2 separate regions of the Mus musculus genome follow, and region 1 is linked to region 2. Evidence: chromatin contacts called from public HiCAR-type data. All regions are on one chromosome and are shown on one strand. Each heading gives the region's core, a stretch centred on a gene start, on an enhancer-like site or on the middle of the called end of the contact. The rest is flanking DNA. Distances are from core to core; before and after follow the strand shown. Region 1 holds the start of Tmem185a (transmembrane protein 185A). Region 2 holds the start of Fmr1 (FMRP translational regulator 1).

Region 1 (2,700 bases), core at 83-2,582, 1.8 Mb before region 2:
TTCTCAGTGGGTGTTAGGGAACATAATTACCACTTGTGAAATGTTTTCAAGTTTCCAAAAGAAAGATGATACATCACAGCAAAGTATGATTCTCCCAATTGTGATCTTCTTAAGCTCCCCCTGGGGCTCACTAACATAAAATTGCATGAAACTGCTATTGTAACAACCTATGACTCTTACCCGTAATGATTCCAGATTAATGTTTAAGGTTTTGCTGTATTATTCATAAAAACAACAGTTCAAACTGGCTGGAATTGAAAATGGTAAACTAAGTCCTCTGCTATGAGGTTGTTCCACTCTTAGATTTGAAAAGCAAATAGAATCCTTAGAGCATTCTTTAAGAATTTACGGATTTGGCAAAAAGAACAACTAGCAACCTTCTTTGTGCATCTAACATACAATGCTATGCATGATCTCTCTGAATTTTCTTAACCAGATAGAAAAGTATATATATATATTTTTTTCGAGACAGGGTTTCTCTGTGTCGCCCTGGCTGTCCTGGAACTCACTTTGTAGACCAGGCTGGCCTCGAACTCAGAGATCCACCTGCCTCTGCCTCCCGGGTGCTGGGATTAAAGGCGTGCGCCACCACGCCCGGCTGTATATTTTTTTAAAACAAACTCTTTTATAGAGGAGAAAATCTGAGCCTTGAAGATATTAACTTGCCCAATAAGACAAACCTGGCAATTCTAAATAGTATGTCTGGGAGTGGAGGAAGCCAGATCTGAAGCGACCACCAAGTCTAGGCAGGAGTCAAGGAGACTCTGAACTAGATTAGGATGCTTAAGGATGAGTTCCATCTCTCCAGATTAGGCATTCTGACAAATAGACCTGCTGTTAAGGACAGTGGGAACCCAAGATGAGAAGATGGCTGAGAGAGTAGATGACTGGTGCAGGGTAATGTGAGGTTTGGATGGTCAGGAAATCTGTGTAGCTTGGGGCACAGGAAGGAAGTTGATATGCAGGCTGGATTTACTGGAAACTCTGGTAGGCATAGGCCAAGATTCAGTCAATTTGGGGGGAAACCTTCAATTTCTGGTATGGGTCTGGGTGACAGGTGGCCAAGGTGACAGGTGTCTGTGATGATCTCACTGAGGTACTCCCGTTTGGCGTTCTCCCTCCTTATGACATCCACCCAGTCAGTGTTCCCCTCCCCGGACGTTCCCCTCTTCTTTTTGTAGAGATTCTGTCCCAGAGGCAGGCAGGCTGGTACCCCGGAGCAAAAAGATCCACTATCAATGTAACCTCCTGCTTCTGACGAGCTGGGGCGGAGGGGGTGTGGGGGTGGGGGAAGCAGGGAGCGGGTCTCAGAGCGCATGCGCATCCTAGCTACGGAAGCCGGAAGGAGTGTGGGAGACAGTTGGTTGCTCTGGTTTCTCCTGGCGGCGGCGTTAGCGACGAAGCTGCCTTTGGCAGCATGAACCCGCTGTGAGGCGCAGGCTTCGCGGCGCGGGGGGCGGGGGGAAGAGGAGGACGCCTCGGCGAAGTTCTCCGCCATGAACCTGAGGGGCCTCTTTCAGGACTTCAACCCGAGGTGAGGCGGTTATCCCGGCGACGCCAGGTTGGGGCTTGGGTTCGGGTAGCGGCTGGGAGCGGCGCGGCGGCCAAGGCACTGCAGTCTGAGCACCCAGGCACCAGCCTGAGGCTCCTTATGGCTGCCAGCTGCTCTCGGGAAAGCTGTGTTGGCCTCAGAGTCTGTCCATCCGCTTCTTCCTCCGCAACTGGTACCAACCCGCCGTGGCCCAAGTTGTCGAGGTTGGAGAAGTGTCCTCCCAGAGGGAAGCCCATTGATCTCCACTCGTCCTTTTTCATTGGTATTTCAACTTCTCTGTCTCGATTTATTTTTTCTTATTTTTCTTCTCACCGCTCCGCCTGCCCCCGTTTTCTATGCCAGGGCCATCTCACTTGACCCTGACACCCCCAGCCACCTTCGCACATGTTTCCTCTAGTTTCAGCATTTGGGATTTTCCTTGGATTTATGCCTGTCTGCCGTTCTTCGCTTATTTGTCAAACTGATGTCTGAGATACTGAAATTTTAGAGTCGTTGCCAGGGTATGGTAAATCTTACATAATGCCTTTGGGGGTGAACCTGATCGCCTCCAACGCATTTTCTTAGCCTTCTCTATGTAAGTTTATTCGCAGGAAGTAGATATTGCCCTGCTTATTTTCCAGACTTGAAATACCTAGTGGGCAGTGTGGAGAAAACACTGGCTAAAGTATATAAATCTCGGTCCTTGCACTTGTCAAACTGTTGTAAAAGTGTTCCCTCTGCGGCCTGTGAGCTCCCAAAGCAGAAACCACTTCCTGGTTGTTCCCTTGCACATCACCTCCCACCCATCTGTCATATAGTAGACACTTATAAAACGTCTTTGGAACTAAACTGAGTCAAGACTGAGGTTGGGCAGTCAAGTGATTCTCTACTTTAGTAAGCTGCAAGAGGAGTTCATTTCACTGATATTTTTCAAGTCCATTACTATTTAAAAGGAATATCTGCTCATTTTATTTCTAAGTGGTAAGACACGCACTCAAGTAAGCTAGCCTTCCTCCGTACGTGAGGTCCTAGGCTAGGCGCTTGCAATGCTTGGCCGTCCTAGCCTGGAAGCAATGGGAATATGAACAGATAAGTAGCTGTATTGTGCACTCCTGAGGATGCCACTTTCTTGGCTGTTTGTTGGAGACAAAGGAACTGGGGAGAGAAGA
Region 2 (2,700 bases), core at 12-2,511:
ACCGCAAAACTCAAAGCGAATATACTCAAGTTTATGCACTTCAGCGCACAGAACAAACATTCCAAACCGTCCTGGTAAAAATTCAGTAGCAATCGTACAGTCCCCGTTAATTTCCTGAAGTTCTGTGGCACAAATTCGGGTCCTCGAGAACTTAAACACAAAGGGAAATTTAAAATAAGCAGACTTGGTAATATTTTTAGAAGCCGCGACATGCTTATCCCTGAATTGCTCCCAGTTAGAAAGAGCCTCGGAGGCCGTGGATATACCGGCTCTGGCTAGCGTTTGAAACCGCTCTCTCAGATGTCATGGTCTTTCCGAAACTTTTAGATCTAAAACCCTCCTTGGAAATTCACAAAGAGGCCACTCAAGAGCAGTTGCCATTGTGATTCCGAGCTGCCGCCCGCTTCTTACTACTCCCTGCACACCCCTCGCCCAGAACCGGGGAGCTCTCCAAAGTCTGGACTGTGGGCCGAACGCGGAGCCCAAACCTCCTAACGGCCGCCCAAGCCTCGTAACGGCCGTTCGTCCAGCAGGGCTGGCGGCGGCCGGGCTGAAGCGCCCCCGGTTCCCGCACGGCTCCCCGCGTGTCAGGCCCCGAACCCACTGGGAGAGGATTATTTGGGAAAGCTGGACTAAGCCGCTGCCGCCACTTCCCGCGGCACCGGCCCCATGGCCGATCGGATCCCCTGTCCTCGCATTCCCGCTTCGCTGACAAACTCGGCCGCTCAACCGCCCTCGGCAACCCGCGCGTTCCGCCAGGCGCCGGGGCCTCAGGCGGGAGTCGGAACGCTGAGGCGGGCTCTAGGCCCCGACTCCGCCGCTCCCTCACATCCCACAGCCCGCCGCTCCCGCCGCGCCCGAGGGGCCCGCCCGCCACCCTGGACACGAGGGAGGGAGGGAGGCCGAGGACCGGGCCTGTCCGGTAGCCGGTTACCTTGTAGAAAGCGCCATTGGAGCCCCGCACTTCCACCACCAGCTCCTCCATCTTCTCGTCCGTCCTCGCGCCGGGAGCCCGCCTCCGGGAGGTGGGCTGCAGGCGCTTGAGGCCCAGCCGCCGTCGCCGCCGCCGCCGCCGCCGCGTTACCGCACGCCCCCCGGCAGCGGCGCCGCCGTCACTGCCACCGCCCGCGCTCGCCGTCCGTTTGCTTCACTGCCCGCCCTCTCAGGCGCGGCCCCTCACCGGAAGTGAAACCGAAACGCTCCCCAGCGCCTGACTGACTGAGGCCAAGGGCTCCGCTGCGCCTCCTGTAAACAGTCAAACGATGTCACGTGACCCGCGCAGCCCCTCCCCTTTGGCCCCGCCCTCTCCGCTCCGCCCTTGCCTCCTCTCGGGCAGTGGAGCACGCGCATGCGCCCTCCTGGGTACCTGCCTCAGGGTATCAGGGCGCACCCTTTGGCGCGCGCACTTGGTGAAAGGCGGGAAAGCGTAAAGGGCAGTACTAAGTCTGGCTGCCTGTGCCCGCCGCGGGGACTAGAGGCCTCTTCCGTACAGGAGGAAGCGAGGACATGGGAAAAGGCCTCCAGTTGTCGAAAATGGGGCCCGACCAGAAGTGGAGGGGCATTGGGTAGATTTTTCACGGCACTGGCGTGGGACCTGTTTGAACTGCAAGTCGCGGCGGGAGGGAAGTAAAAAAAAAGTGATAAATTCCATTGGAGAACACTTTGATCTAGGAACAGTGATAACTACATTGACCCTGACTTCTGGGACTCTTATGGCTAGGATGCAAAATAAATCGCTCTACTACCTAGTGATTTGGGGAAGTATTGTGGGAACTTTGAGTACTTTTTAAGGGCCAATAGGGTGTGCCAGAACTTCAGGAAATGTTATCCCTTTCTCAGACAGTCCCCCTCACACTTTCCGTTCATAGTTTTACTTGGAATTCGTAATAAAAAGAGCTGACAGAGAGAGTTGAACACTTGTTAATTCCTTTTTACTCGACTTCTGCCTCTTCTACATGCCCCCTGTACCAGAGGGAGGGCATCAGTAAAGCAGTCATGGGATCTGTCTATGTGCATCATTGGGTCCTTTCCATGCAGCTCTCTGCCTTTGCCTTCTACAGCAGAACCAAAATCACCTCCCCACCCCTTTGGCCTCTGTATTGGGCTTATATCCAGCCTGACCCATGCTCCTTTAATCCAGAAGGCTTGCATCCAACTGAGAAGTTCATTGAATGCCTACCATGTGCCAAGCACTGTCCTAAGTACTAGTGAGTCCTTGGTGAGGTAGCAACAAAAAGACTGTCACTATTGAAATTGGAACCTACAGGAGTAGATGTGCAAAATTCAACTTCTCAAAACCGTAAGTGTGGAGCTGGAGAGGTGGCTCAAGGGGGTAAAACATTTGCTATGCGAGCATGAAATCCTGAATTTTCTAATTCCTAGAATCTATAGAAAGCTGGGCCTAAGTGCCTAAATAAGCACTCCCACAAAGTTGATTCCCCAGAAGTTCACAGGTCAGTGTGCCTTATCTAGTTTCGAACAACAAAAAGAGAGACTCTGGGTAGAAGGCAAGGACTGCATTAGAAGTTGTACTGTGACCCCCACACATGTTTTGTGGCATATGTGTGGCCATACTCACACACATGGATGCTACACACACATACACGCATGAAGAAGATATAAATATGGAGTCACAACTGTGATGTGGTCTATAAAGTGTGGTTATATCTTTTACAGTTGGAAATGAGCCTGTCTGTGGTG

What was found. HiCAR-type assays count read pairs that join an accessible place to other places.
Region 1: a contact with region 2 is called in a HiCAR-type map of astrocytes, with 7 times the contacts expected there. The contact joins the promoter of Tmem185a here to the promoter of Fmr1 in region 2. A contact is called at or near these places in 3 of 39 promoter capture datasets (cranial neural crest, liver and pre-B cells), 1 of 115 datasets of contacts at active chromatin or transcription factors (astrocytes) and 2 of 9 other capture datasets (adipose tissue and liver).

What each region holds. Positions count from the first base shown.
Region 1 is chrX:70,475,812-70,478,511 of GRCm38.p6, reverse strand. It overlaps Tmem185a (transmembrane protein 185A), which reads left to right and starts at 1,332. Exons shown (of 7, transcript NM_001357750.1): 1 at 1,332-1,534. The coding sequence starts at 1,497.
Region 2 is chrX:68,677,102-68,679,801 of GRCm38.p6, reverse strand. It overlaps Fmr1 (FMRP translational regulator 1), which reads right to left and starts at 1,261. Exons shown (of 17, transcript NM_008031.3): 1 at 935-1,261. The coding sequence starts at 985. It overlaps Fmr1os (FMRP translational regulator 1, opposite strand), which reads left to right and starts at 1,403. Exons shown (of 4, transcript NR_033481.1): 1 at 1,403-1,622; 2 at 2,677-2,700.